Linked DNA regions of Sus scrofa: regions 1 and 2 are each linked to region 3. A link is a contact called in public HiChIP or PLAC-seq data. All regions are on one chromosome and are shown on one strand. The core of a region is the stretch at or near the end of the contact, and the rest is flanking DNA. Distances in the headings are between cores, read along the strand shown.

The links. HiChIP or PLAC-seq counts read pairs in DNA pulled down with a chosen protein or histone mark.
Region 1: a contact with region 3 is called in an H3K27ac HiChIP or PLAC-seq map of alveolar macrophages. The contact joins two enhancer-like sites. A contact is called at or near these places in 1 of 47 Hi-C or Micro-C datasets (skeletal muscle) and 1 of 2 datasets of contacts at active chromatin or transcription factors (alveolar macrophages).
Region 2: a contact with region 3 is called in an H3K27ac HiChIP or PLAC-seq map of alveolar macrophages. The contact joins two enhancer-like sites. A contact is called at or near these places in 1 of 47 Hi-C or Micro-C datasets (blood) and 1 of 2 datasets of contacts at active chromatin or transcription factors (alveolar macrophages).

What each region holds. Positions count from the first base shown.
Region 1 is chr1:167,813,744-167,818,328 of Sscrofa11.1, reverse strand. It overlaps TLE3 (transducin-like enhancer protein 3), which reads left to right. Exons shown (of 20, transcript XM_021100790.1): 11 at 125-277; 12 at 668-800; 13 at 1,348-1,532; 14 at 2,285-2,361; 15 at 3,186-3,435; 16 at 3,805-4,052; 17 at 4,499-4,585. Among named protein-coding and RNA genes, the nearest start is that of TLE3, 40 kb to the left of the region's middle. Within about 2 kb of position 2,553, at least 4 of the 83 cell types and tissues checked have an H3K27ac peak or open chromatin away from gene starts, as enhancers often do. A contact at or near this core is called in alveolar macrophages, where this site is marked.
Region 2 is chr1:167,868,376-167,873,192 of Sscrofa11.1, reverse strand. No RefSeq gene overlaps it. Among named protein-coding and RNA genes, the nearest start is that of TLE3, 15 kb to the right of the region's middle. Within about 2 kb of position 2,347, at least 40 of the 83 cell types and tissues checked have an H3K27ac peak or open chromatin away from gene starts, as enhancers often do. A contact at or near this core is called in alveolar macrophages, where this site is marked.
Region 3 is chr1:167,535,980-167,540,248 of Sscrofa11.1, reverse strand. It overlaps LOC100626276 (a long non-coding RNA gene), which reads right to left. Exons shown (of 3, transcript XR_131319.4): 3 at 1-4,269. Among named protein-coding and RNA genes, the nearest start is that of RPLP1, 240 kb to the right of the region's middle. Within about 2 kb of position 1,373, at least 22 of the 83 cell types and tissues checked have an H3K27ac peak or open chromatin away from gene starts, as enhancers often do. A contact at or near this core is called in alveolar macrophages, where this site is marked.

The sequences.
Region 1 (4,585 bases), core at 1,304-3,803, 280 kb before region 3:
CTGGGACCATGCTCCTTTTCCCAGACCCCATGCCCCCTCCCTTCCCGGTCCCAGAGCAGAGAAGACTCAGCTCTTAGCACAGCACACTGCTCTCAGCGCATCTCTGCATCACTTGTGCTTTTAGGACCCAGCGACGCCCCGGGTCAGCCCAGCACACTCCCCTCCCGAGAACGGGCTGGACAAGGCCCGTGGCCTGAAGAAGGACGCCCCCACCAGCCCTGCCTCGGTGGCCTCCTCCAGCAGCACGCCCTCCTCCAAGACCAAAGACCTTGGTCATGTATGAGGCTGGGAGAGGGCTGGGGAGGGTGGGGGCAGAGGAACAAGGTCTGGAAAGGGCACTGGAGCCGGAGTGGTGCTAATTGGAAGGCGGAGGAGTGGATAGAAAGCATGTGGGTTGGGGCTTGGCCTGGGTTCAAACCCTGGCTTTACCACCTACTGCTGGTTGAGCCCTGTGCTTAGTTCATTAACACTTCTAGGCCTTGGTTACTGCATCTGTAAAATGGGAACAGTCATCACAGTCCCTGCCAAACAAGGCTGGGCAAAGAATTGAGGGGCTGTGGGGCAGAAGGTTCAAAACCGGGGCCAGCACTGGCTTCACGTGGTGCCTAGCTCTTGGGAGAAAGGAATCTTCATGGCTTCCCTTGGTCTCTGCACCTTCCCTCTGCAGAATGACAAATCCTCCACCCCTGGGCTCAAGTCCAACACTCCAACCCCAAGGAACGATGCCCCAACTCCGGGCACCAGCACGACCCCGGGGCTCCGGTCGATGCCAGGCAAACCTCCAGGCATGGACCCGATAGGTATAATGGGTAGGCACTGTGGGGCTGGGCTGCCCGCTGGCGGGAGGGGGTGGGGGGTCTGCCCCGGGCCAGGGCTGGAGCCTCGCAGATGGGCTAGAGCACCGGGGAGGGTGTCGGAGTTGGGACCTTCCCAGGGCTTGTCTCTGTGGGACTTGCTCGGGTTTGAGAAGGTGAGTGCCCAGGGCTTCAATGCCGATGTCCAGGCGTCTTGGAGCCACTGCCCAGCTAGGTGTGTGGAAGGAGCTCCAGACAAGTCAGCGCACCTACTGTCTGTCCTGCCTCTGTCGTTAGTTCTCTGAGGCTCCGAACAACCCCCTTCTCTGAGCCTCTGAGTCCTGCTCTAGAGGTGGGCACATCTCTCAACTCACACCTTCTTGGGCTGGTGGGTTCCATCTGGGAGGACTGCCTGGAGAAGACAGCTTTAGAACGCAGGAAGTATGGCTGCTGGGCTAGGAGGCAACCTGGTGGCCTGGGTGTTTTCCTGGATGGAGGGATGGGGCCCACTGCCCTTGACAGCATCTCCCAGCTGACGCCCAACTCCTTGCAGCCTCTGCCTTGCGCACACCCATCTCCATCACCAGCTCCTATGCTGCGCCCTTTGCCATGATGAGCCACCACGAGATGAACGGCTCCCTCACCAGCCCCAGCGCCTATGCCGGCCTGCACAACATCCCACCCCAGATGAGCGCGGCTGCCGCTGCCGCTGCTGCCGCCTATGGCCGATCGCCAATGGTGAGCTTTGGAGCTGTACGTAGACCTTTTGGCTCCTTTTTTGGGGGGACCGGGCCCTGAATGGGGAAGTTGGAGTGGGTTAGGGATGCCCTTCCTGGTGACCACGTCGCTGCCTTTCGGGTAGACTGTTTATTAGAAACAAGACAGGAACACACACTTGGGGCTCAGCAAACCTGGGTCTCATCCTGCTTGCCCATTAGTCACCCTGTGACCTCATGCAACACAGCCTCCCTTTCCATGTGGAAATCGAGGCTGACACCTGTTTTTCTGGGCTCTGTGGGAATGGGAATCCCCGCAGTGAGTGAGGTGAGTTTCCTTGGCAAATGGGGCTGCCAGGTACACAAAGATGTGTCTGCTGTTACTGCTCAGCACTTGGGTTGGCAGGGGCAGTTTCTCTCCTGACCTCCTGAACATGGGGTGGTGGTCTCTTCTCTACATGGCCTGCTGGGACACCAGGAGAGGGGACAGGGATCAGCTTGTCTTGCAGAACAGGGAGAACGAGCGGAGGGTGGGGGTGGAAGATCCTGGTTCAGAGTCTGAGGGTCTGGACTGTCACCCTGTCCCTGCCATTGTCCTGGGAAAGGCACGTGACCCTCCTGGGCATGTGTTCTCTCTGGAACAAGGGGCTCTGCTCTGCTTGGCTGCCCCTCAGGTTCTGAGGGGGAAGCAGTGCAGGAGGAAGGCGGGGTGGGGCATGTGTGGTGGGGGATGCGTGGCGGCACCCTCACTGAGGGCCTTGTCTTGCTTTACAGGTTGGCTTTGACCCTCACCCTCCCATGCGGGCCACGGGCCTGCCCTCAAGCCTTGCCTCTATTCCTGGTGGAAAACCGTAAGCTCTGGCTGTATTTGTATTTGTTGTACGCTTCTTGGGGAGGGCGGGGGTGAGCATACCACCCATCCACTTCTTCCCTGCCCTGGGAGACCACCCCCCCCAGGAAAGGCGCCCCCAGGCCAGGCTGCAGTGCCAGCAATGGCTGCCTGGCCACACTCCTGCTCAGCCCCAGGCTCCCTCTGAAAGGGAATGAGGGAGGTTGGGGTTGAGGCTGTAGTCCCTGGGCTCTGAGAGAGAAGGGACACTTCAGATGCCAGGCTCTCCCATCCAGATGCCATGGAGCTGGTGCCATGCCCCCGTCTTGGGGGCTCCCGGGGGTTCCGCCCCCAGCTGGTGCCCACTGTGACCTAAACCAGTAGGCAGACCATGCCCGCTCAGGCCCGGCTGTGATGTGTTCATTTGATGATGATTCATTTGATGATGACGATGTGTTCAAGTGATGATGATTCATTTGAGGAGCCAATTTTCCTTCCTAATATCACTGGCTCCTGGGCGACGGGGGGAAGCATTCAGACGGCATCGTTTCCAGGATCCCTGTGTTAAGGATTCTGTAGCTGGTAGGAAAGGCTGTCCCAAGGCAGTGTGGGGTTAGCCACCTGGTTGGCAGCAAGGCTGGGTAAGCAGGAGTAGAGGTCAAGGCAGGGTTATGAAGCACTCTCCACCCTGGCAGAGCCAGACGGAGGAGGCCAGGGTACCGGCTTCCCTAGGATCTGGGGAGGGAGCACCTGGAGGCAGGGGGTGGGACCAGTCAATCCAGGCAGAACCCCTGGGAACCGTTAGAGGATTAGAGATGCCAGGAGTGATGGTTCTCCCCCTTCTAGAGCGTACTCTTTCCACGTGAGTGCTGATGGGCAGATGCAGCCCGTGCCCTTCCCCCACGACGCCCTGGCAGGCCCCAACATCCCCAGGCACGCCCGGCAGATCAACACACTCAGCCACGGGGAGGTGGTGTGCGCTGTGACCATCAGCAACCCCACGCGGCACGTTTACACTGGTGGCAAAGGCTGCGTGAAGATCTGGGACATCAGCCAGCCAGGCAGCAAGAGCCCCATCTCCCAGCTGGACTGTCTGGTGAGGATCCTGGGGCTCTGGGCATCTCCAGCCAGGAGAGCAGGGCAACCTGGGCCGGGGGCACACCCCCATCGACCTGGCCGGGCTCGACCCTGTATTGGCTGGGCAACATTGGGCAAACCGGCAAACCTCTCTGAGGCCCACTTTCATCATCTGTAAATGGAGATGATACTGACCTGCAGGGCCTTACGAGGAGATGACTGAAAGTTTGCAAGGTTATAAATGAGGAATGGAGATGGCCTGGCAGCTTCCTGGAACTGCCGTGAATAAGGGCAAGAAGTGAGCAGAAGTGATAAGGGTGCTGCTGGATGTGATGCCCCCGGGAGGAGGGGGTTGGGTGGCCCTGAGCACTGCCCCTTCTCCCTCCAGAACAGGGACAACTATATCCGCTCCTGCAAGCTGCTCCCTGATGGACGGACGCTCATCGTGGGCGGCGAGGCCAGCACGCTCACCATCTGGGACTTGGCCTCACCCACGCCCCGCATCAAGGCTGAGCTGACGTCCTCGGCTCCTGCCTGCTATGCCCTGGCCATCAGCCCCGATGCCAAAGTCTGCTTCTCCTGCTGTAGTGATGGCAACATCGCCGTGTGGGACCTGCACAACCAGACCCTGGTCAGGTGAGGTGCGGGAGGGAGCAGGGGTCCTTGTTCTCGGGAAGGCTACGCTGGCTGTGCCTGGCATTGACGCTCCGGGGGTCAAGTGTGGGACTTCAGAGCCAAGCTGCTGGGTTTGAATCCTGCTTCCATATGACCTTGCGCAAGTCACATACCTCTCCCTGGGCCTTAGTTTCTTCTGTGTGAAACAGGCAGAGTGAAGCCCTGTCCCTGGAGCTGAGCCCCAGCGCAGAGGCTGCAGTGCCTGGCCCAGTATCGGCCTCCAGTGTGGCATGGCCGTCTGTGTCAGTGGGAGAGGGGCCCAGGCTCTGCTGTGAGCTCACCAGGGGACCATGGGCCTCGGTGTCCCCATCTGCTCCGGCAAGCCCGGCCCGCTCCCTGGGATGACTGTCAGTTTGGCAGTTGGTGCTTCCACAGGGCTCACCCCAATCCCTACGTGGCCTTCCTAGGCAGTTCCAGGGCCACACGGACGGGGCCAGTTGCATAGACATCTCCCACGATGGCACAAAGCTATGGACTGGGGGCCTGGACAACAC
Region 2 (4,817 bases), core at 1,098-3,597, 330 kb before region 3:
GAAAAATATCCCATGGTCTGGATGTCTCAGAGTTTCTTTATGCATTTACTCCCTGAAGGACATCTCGGTGGCTTCCAAGTTTTGGCAAGGATGAATAAGGCTGCTAGAAACACCTGTGTGCAGGTGTTTGGGTAGACGTAAGTTTTCATCTCCTTTGGGTAAATAACATGGAGTTCAATTGCTGGACTGTATGTTAAGAATATGTTCAGTTTTCCAAAGTGGCTGTACCATTTTGCATTCTCATCAGCAGTGAATGAGAATTCCTGTTCCTCCTCCTCCCCAGTATTTGCTTCTGCCAGTGTTTGTATTTTGGGCATTCTTAATAGGCATATAGTTGTCTTACTGTTATCTTAATTTGCATTTCCCTAATAACATATGATGTGGAGCATCTTTTTATATGCTTACTTGCCATTTGAATATCTTCTTTGGTGAAATGGTTCAGACCTTTTTCTGTTTTTCTGTTTCTTTTTTTTTCTTTTTGGCTGTGCCTGAGCCACAGCAGTGACAACCTTGGATGCTGAACCTGCCAAGCCACCGGGGAACTCCCTTTTGTCCATTTTTAAATAAGGTTGTTAATTTACTTACTGTTGAGTTTTCAGAATTCTTTGTCTATTTTGGGGAGTTCCTTGTCTTGGTGCAGCGGAAACAAATCCAACTAGGAACCATGAGGTTGTGGGTTCGATCCCTGGCCTCGCTCAGTGGGCTAAGGACCCGGCATTGCTATGAGCTGTGGTGTAGGTCAAAAACAGGGCTCTGATCTGGCATTACTGTGGCTGTGGTGCAGTCCAGCAGCAACAGCTCCAATTAGACCTCTAGCCTGGCAACCTCCAAATGCCGTGGGTGCAGCCGTAAAAAGACAAAACAAAACAACAACAACAACAAAGAATTGTCTATTTTGGGTAACATTCCTTTATCAGATATGTGTTTCACAAATATTGTCTCCCAGTCTATGGCTTGTCTTCTCATTTTCTTGATGAGTTAACTTTTCGTTATTAAAATAATTATTTGCTGCCTATACAGCATGTTGATAACGAATATCAAAAGAAAAAATATTTTTGATTCTAGTTCCCTCAGGATGACGATAGTACTGATGACGGTGACAACCGTTCCCATCTTTGGAATGCTTGAAGTGTCCCAAGAACTGACAATCATCTCATATGACCCTGCCACAGACCCTTGTGGGGCAGATATTATCATACCCATTATGCAGAAGCTAAAGAGGAAGCTCAGAGAAAGGAAGTGGCTAGACCCAAACTGCATACCACTAAGTAGTGGAGCCAGTGTTCAAACCCAGCAGCACCGGCCCCAGAGTCCTTGTTCCAAACCGGGCAATTGTAGACTATGCCGTTTTCATCTTCGGTCTCCCCCAGTCAAGTACAGTCATATCCCTATGTGCCCCCGGACCCTCTCAGATGTTATCACCTTTTTTTTCAACTTCGGGATCTCCCTGGGAGCTAGGTATCCTCACAGAAGAACAAATCGAGACTCTGAGAGGTTAAGTGACTTGCCCAAAGTCTCCCAGGTGTGTGAGCTCAGATAAGCCACTTTCCAAGGATTTATGCTCTGTGAGGCCAGACCCCACCAGCCAATTCTTCCCTCTACTTTGAGTGGCCCCAGAAAAATCAGTCCTGGGCTGGACTGCCGCTGTCTTGCTCTCCTCCCTCCCTCTGCCCATCCTTCTGTGGCTTCTAGAGGGATCATTCTAAATTGTCAACCAAATCATGGCCCCTCCCCCGTGATGGGCATCCCGTGGCTTCCATCTGTCCTCAGGAGGACTCCCAAACTCCCTGGCATGGCATGCCAGGCTCCCGGCATCCTACCTCTTCTGCCTCTGCAGCCTCGCCCACAGCCTCCACCCATGTCCTCAGCTAAGGCACCATCTGCTCCTACTCTTCCTTGAGCCTCTAGGACTTGATCCACACTGCTCTTTTGCCTGGTACACCTTCCCTCCTCCTGCACCCCTGACTCCACCTGAGCCCGGAAGAGGCAGAGATGGCAGTGGACGGGGTCCCAAGAGGTGGGCCTTGGGATCTACTTGGAAGGGGGCACCCTCATGATTGATGTCCTGATGGAGCTTTTGTTTGGGGGAAAATCCCCCAGGCCCTATCCTCAAAGGCAGCCTTGCGAATGGTCCGTGGGAGGTGGGAGATTCCAGGTCTGCTTCTTTCCCAGGTAGGCTGGTGATGCTGGGGCCACCCCAGAAGTGGAAAGCACCTGCACACACCCCTTCCCTGGCCCGCAAGGGCCCCAGTCCCAGTTCCGCTTGGCGTTACCATCCATGGCATGGTGATGGTAGCTTCCTACGCCACGCCCCAGAGGCTCACCTCCCAGTCACCCGGCCCCACATTCCAGTTAAAGAGGAAGGGTGCAGAACGGGAAGTGGAACTCCTGCCCTAGCCACCCCACAGTCTACTGGGAGCTGGGCAGGCAGGGGTGTGGGGAGAAAGAGCAGAGGAAGCGGCTTCTCTCAGCGTTATTGGAAGCCACGAGACACCTCCAAATGCCCCCCTCCTTGATATGTCTGCAAAATCTCTGCTTCGCTGCATTTAATTCAGCATTTAACGAGCCCCTACTGCGTGATTACCCACAGGGCTAGGTGTGGTTTGCATATAAGATCACAAGTCCAGCCTTTGGGGGAAATAGCACTGGCATCTGACCAAGAGATCTGGGTAGTTGAGCCCCGTTCTGCAGTTATTAGCTAGCAGGCCACGGGCACTCCAGGAAACCTTCTAGGCCTCTAGTGGGCCATCTTTCGAATGGGGACTGTGGTATCTATCCAAGAGAGCTGCAAGGGAGCAGGAATGGGAAAACGACCTCATGCACCGGACATCGCTGGGCAAAGGTCAGGTGATGCCCACAGCCTGGAGGCAGAGACCCACACAGGCCCAGCTAACCACAGGGCAGGGCACCCTGGGGTGAGGGCATCAGACACAAATAAGGATGCCATGGAGCCCAGAGGGGAGCGACTCATTCTGACCAAGGGTAGAGGGCAGTGAAGAAAGGGCCTTGAAAAGCAGGTGGGATTCCATGAGCTCAAATGGAAAAGAAAGAGCATTCCAGCAGAGGGAACACAGGCAAACCCAGAGGCTAATGGGGTGGGGGTCGGGGTGGTTTCGAGAGCAGGGGAGTGGCAGATCCGATTTGCTTTAGAGGTCCTGCTGGCTCCTGAGAAGGGATGGAGTGGAATTGCCAGGGCCCAGGTGAGCGAGCCAGCCTCACCCTCCAGGAGAGGGGCGATCTGCAAGCTTGCCCTCCCCACAGTCTGACCTGCCAGAAGCTGGAAAGGGTTAGAACCTGGGCAGGGCTGAGCCAGCTGCCTGCCCACAGCCCCTCCCCCAAGCCCACCCCCACCCCCTGGGAGCCTGGAGACCTGTTTGTTTTCCTTGTAAAGAGGGGAGCCCTGCCCTTTGTGAGATTTCTACTTAGGAAGGAGCGGGCAGTCAGCTTGTGCTGCTGCCTGGATTTCCAGCTATTGACACAGACTCTGACAATGAAAGCAAAGGCCAAGAGAGGCAGAGACAGGGCGGCTGATTAAAATGTTCTTCCCGGGTTGTTCAGCTCTGCCCGGGGAGGCTTGCTGGAAAACCCGGGGAGGAACCATCACCTCCAGAGCTTGGCCCAGTTGGAGGCGGGGCTGAGGAGCTTCTGCACCCCCATGCCACAGATTCATCGGCTCCAGCTCCCAGGGCCCCTGCTTTTGTGGTTTCACCCTCCGGTAATAACCAGGGTCAGGGATGTGACTGTGACTCCTTTCAGGCTCAGTTTTGTTTCTAAAAAGGCACAATAACATACCACTTCATGGGCTTTGTTATGGGTCAGATTTGCCCAAGAAAGGACTCAGAGATGGAGCAGGGTTGCCAGATCAAATACAGGAAGCCCAGTTAAATTTGACTTTCAGATAAAGGAAGGATTTCTTTTTCGTAAGTAAGTATATCCCATGCCATATTTGGGATATACTTATACTTTGAAAAGTGTTCTTTGTTTAACTGAAATTCAAATTTAAGTGGGTTTCCTGCATTTTTATTTGCTGAATCTGACAACAGGAAAGTGGAGAATGTTCCAGTTTGCAGGGTGTGGATGGAGGAGGGCTCTCAGTGTCAGATCCTGGTGAGGAGTGAGGGCAGCAAGAAGGGGCAGAGGCAGAAGACAGAGGGCTGTGGCGTCGCCACACAGAGGTCTCAGCCGACCTGCAGGAATGCTCTGGAGCTGGGTGGCTTTCCAGAACTGCCTAAACAGAGGCTAGGGCGCTGAGCTTTTATATTCCCACAATCCACCCATCATTGGTTTCTGGCTCTCCAGGGCTTGACCTTGGGAGAGGGGGTTCACCTCTGCTGAGAGTGGTTCTGAGAGCTCCCAATCCCCCCTTGAAGTTGGGGCCTGGGGTCTTGGTTCCCAGGGGGAGTCTGGGCAGCCACCCACCCCTGCCACCATGATCCGATGGTTATACAGTTTGGTGAGACAATTGAGTAAACACCTGAATATGGGCTTGACAGCTAGGAGTCAATGATTTTAGCCCCCACTCCCCTCCCCCCCCAGTAAAGGCCAGGTCACTTAGCCTGGTCTCCAAGGCTGCCAACCATCCAGTTCCAAGTTACCTGCTCTTCCAAACTCCTGCAGCTCCTTTCTGCCAGCCCTTTCCCACATCAGCCCTGTTGGTTTAACATCTGGAAGGGGGGCTGGGTTCACAGTTCCCCTTCTGTGTCCATGACCAAATCTGCTCCAGCCTTGACTTCTGCAGGTCTCAGCCAACAGCATAGCACTGGTCTTCTAAAGACGCGTCTCAAGCCCAGACCCCTAGCCACAGCTGTGGGGCTTTG
Region 3 (4,269 bases), core at 124-2,623:
ATAAAAGATTGAATACAGCATGAAGCTATGACAATTACAAACATTTACGCACCTAATAACAGGCCATCAAAATACATGAGGCAAACATGGACAGAACTGAAGGGAGAAATGGACAGGTCTATAATCATGACAGGAGCTATGAATTCTTCATCTTCTGTAATGGGTAAAATTGTCAGAAGGAGGTGAGGAAACAGAGGACTCGAACAACACATGAAACCAGCTGGATCTAACAATGTACACAGAATGCTTTACATCTGACATAACAACAGAATATGTGTTCTTAAGTGCACATGAGACATCTTCCAGGATAAGACCATGTGTTAGGCCACAAATTAAGTCTCCACAGATTTATAAAAATATTATACAAAGTATCTTCACAACAAGATTTTGTTAAAAATTAACAACAGGAGGAAAACTGGAAAATTCGCAAACTTGTGGGAATCAAACAAACACACTCCAAACAACCAATGGATCAAAGAAGACGTCACCAGGGAAATTAGAAAATGTTTAGAGACAAATGAGACAAGAACACAATATGCCAAAACTTAGGGGACACAGCAAAAACAGATCCCGTTTGGTTTATTCAAAGCCACAGAGATAGTACATTGAGAATGTGGGATTTAAACCCAAGTCTGTGAGAACCAAAAGCACATGATTTTTCCATTAACTCATCATAGGCTGTGTGTGTGTGTAGAAAAAAAGGGGGAGGGGAGGGGTGAAGGAGTTTGAAAGAACAAGGGTGAGTTCTATGCTCTTACTGTCCCTGATGATGGGGGAGATGGTGCTAAGACACCGATTGCACAGTTACTCGTCTGTCTCATCCATTTTTAGCATCTGCCCCTGCTCATCAGCCGGTTTCCCAGACCAGGTCAGCTCTCCTATTACACATCCACCCTCAGAGTCCCTGTATTTCCCTTCCTAGCTCGTATTGCAGCAGTGACTCAGTTACCCATGTCATCATTTCTTCAACCCTTCTCTCCCTCACTAGACTGCCCCATGAGGCCAGGGCCTGTGTCTTTTGGTCACCACGACATCATTTTGCACTTCGCAGAGGGGCTGCAGAAAGTGGGTGCTTGGAATAATTTGTTAAATAGACAGATGGTTGGATGGATGGACACACGGATGGATGCTTGGTTGGACCGGTGAATCTCACCTCACTGGAGACCTGACATGTGCAGTGAGCCAGGGCCCCAGGCCTGGGCTCTGGGTCGAGCATCCCAGCAGACCACGACTACCTCTCTGTCCCCAAACCCTGCCCATGTGGTGAGTCATCCAGATTCTGAAAACCGCATGCTGCTTTCCACAATGAGGCTGCCCAGAAGGGCCCTTCCAGGCCTCAAGGGGTGTCAGGAAAACTTTGCTCACACGCACCATTACAGCCAGCCCCTTATCACTGCTATTTCTTTGATGTGCTCCTGGTGAGTCAGGGCTGCTCTCGCTGCCTCAGTGCTGTTCCTGTTTCAGCAGCTCTCTGACACTTTTAAACGAAAGTCGGAAGTGGCAGGCTGCGTCTTTCGGCTAAGACTGCAAACAGTCCTTTGCTTTGATTACTCTTTGATTTGATTATAAACGGACTTGGGGTTGAAAGGGACAATGATGTCAAAGGGAAGATGGTGGGACCCTCCCACCTATGGCAAAAGAAGGGAAACCATCCCCAATGCCTCCTTTTCTCGAGCAGGTCTAATGTATGCACCCCCATTCTGGTCAAATGAGGGTCTGGTGTTTCCTGACACACCTTGCACTCGCTTCCTTTCATACCTACATGTTTCCTCCTGCCCAGAGTGCCACTCAGACTCCCATCTCCACCGCTTGTGGCGATCCCATCTCCAGATCCCATCCAAATACCACACAGCCTCCTGGGCTCCACTCAGTTGCTCCTTTCTCCTCGGAGCCTCTTCTGATCACTGCGCCCCCCCCCCCCCCATCTCCTGACCTGCCTTTTCACATTCACTTCCCATATGGCGATGACTCATGTAACTCTCTAATGACGGTATGCATTTTGCAATGCTTTGTTGCAATTTCAAGGAAGAAAGCTGGGGTGTCTTGGGACAATGGCACTGGTGAATCCACCTCAGCTCTGTTCTTATCTGATCTCAGAGAAGTCATGACTCTCCATTTGTTCATCCTTGAAATTGGGGGCTTTTGGGGGATAGTTTTGAATATGAAGTAAGAGGATGGTCATAAGGCTGCTTATATAACTGTACGATGGTTTGTGTGTGTGAGGCGTGATCAGTACCCAGCATTTCCAGCATCATCACCACCACTGGCATCGTTACATTGCTGTTTCACATGTGTTACCTTCCAAACTAGGTGTGAGCTTCTCATGGTTAGGGACCCCCCTTCCCACACCTGGCACCAGGCTACACACACTGTTGATATCCAGTGGCCATTTCTTAATCAGCTGCTAAACTCCAAGGAAAACAAATCTAAGGGAGAAGAAGGTATTTGACAAAGTCTTTCAGGGTGTATCCTTTTTTACTTCCTTTGTCTAAAAAAGGACAAATGGAAAACAAGGACATTATGAAAGTCAGACACTTCCCTGCCTAACAAAGATGGTATGGGACATGTTTGCCATAGTCCCTGACCACACAAGGGCACTTCCAAATTCAGAGTCTCATCCAGCCTTTAAGAATCCTGAGAGGGCCAGGGGAAGCAACCCATTAAACAGTCAAGCAAAGCGAAGCCAGTAAAGCCAAGGGTCTCACTCACTCCACGGCAAAGCAGTGAGTCATCAATAAAATGCACCCTGTGAAGCAGGTTCCTGGCCTTGGCCTTGGCCCTTTTCACGGGGATGCTCATCCCAAGGAAAGAGAATTTCCCTGGCATTAATTGAGAGAGAAATTTTGTCATCGTCACCATTCCTTATGGTGTCCTCGCAATGACCCATCAGCATCCCCACTCTACACATGAGGAGACTGAGGCTCTGGGAGGTGCGAGATGACCTGCCAAGGTCAGAGCGAGGAGGTGGGGCCAGGCCCTCACTTCCCACTCCCCACTGAGCACAGTCTCGGCCTTCGGGCTGAGCTGCCATCCGGGCTACGAATCTCTCCCCATGTTCTCTGGTCCCCGCCCCCCTTCGCGGGAAGTTCGGGTCAACCACATCCTGCCGCGTCCTTGCAGACAAGATAATGATCCTCACCACCACCCTTCTCTGTCCCACCACAGCCCAGCCCAGAGAAGGAGACGGGCTCCCTTGACGCTGCTGCCATCCCCTGAACATCAGAGCCTCAAGAGGCCACATTCTCCGCTCCTTGGAGCGTCCTCCTCCAGAGACATCTGGGACATGTGCTAATAGTCCAAAGTCCCCAGGCCACCTCTGGAATGTGCAACAATGGGCCCAAAGTGGGGGGCCTAGGAATCTGAATTGTAAAGCCTGCTCTCATTTGATTCAAAGAGTTAACCCAATTTATTGAAACAAAATGTCTTTATTAAAGTATAGTTGATTTACAGTGTTCCGTCAGTTTCTGTTGTACAGCGAAGAGACCCCATCATACATATGAGAAAAAGAATGTATATGTATCTTTGTGGAATCGGTGTCTTTAACCAGCACCCTTCATCCTTCAGTGAGTGTTCAGGTTTGGGAAGCTGATGGTCCAGCCCTCTCATTTTCCAGAGAGGCAAACTCAAGTCCTGAGAGGAGGAGAGACTTTGCCCTCCCAGTCCAGCTGTGCCGAACAGGTCGCCTCTTTGGCGTGTTTGTTGAATCTGTTAAAAAGGGACCACTGAATACTATGGAATTCACCCTTCATCATTAGGGAAGCAGGTTGGAAAAGCTAATTAAGCCAGCTTGGGATCTGACACATCCAGCTCCACATAAGCAAAAGGAATGAAACTTTGCAGAGGGTGAGAAAGGCATTTGGAGACCCTCCAGACACACTCCCAGCGTTCAAGGATGAATCCTCAAGGAGACAATTTGGAAGGCACCTTCTTGGAGTGATCCAGAACCGGCCGCCCGTCCAAAAGTATTAACACATTAGTTCAGAAGTAGGCAAACTACTGCCTGCAGGTCAAATTTGGCCTGCTGCCTGTTTCTGTGAAGTTTCACTGGAACATAGCCACCCCCATTTGTTTATGTGTTGTTTGTGGCTGCTTTGCTTTGGTGCTAAAATGGCAGAGTAAAGCCTAAAATATTTACTATCTGGCCTTTTACAGAAAAAGTTTGCCAACCCCTGCCTGAGCCCATCAATCACCCAGCGAAGTTTCATTCCTGTGGCTGTTCCAGAAGGTCTCTGGTTTTCCCACTCCTGTATCACAGCACCTAGCAGCACA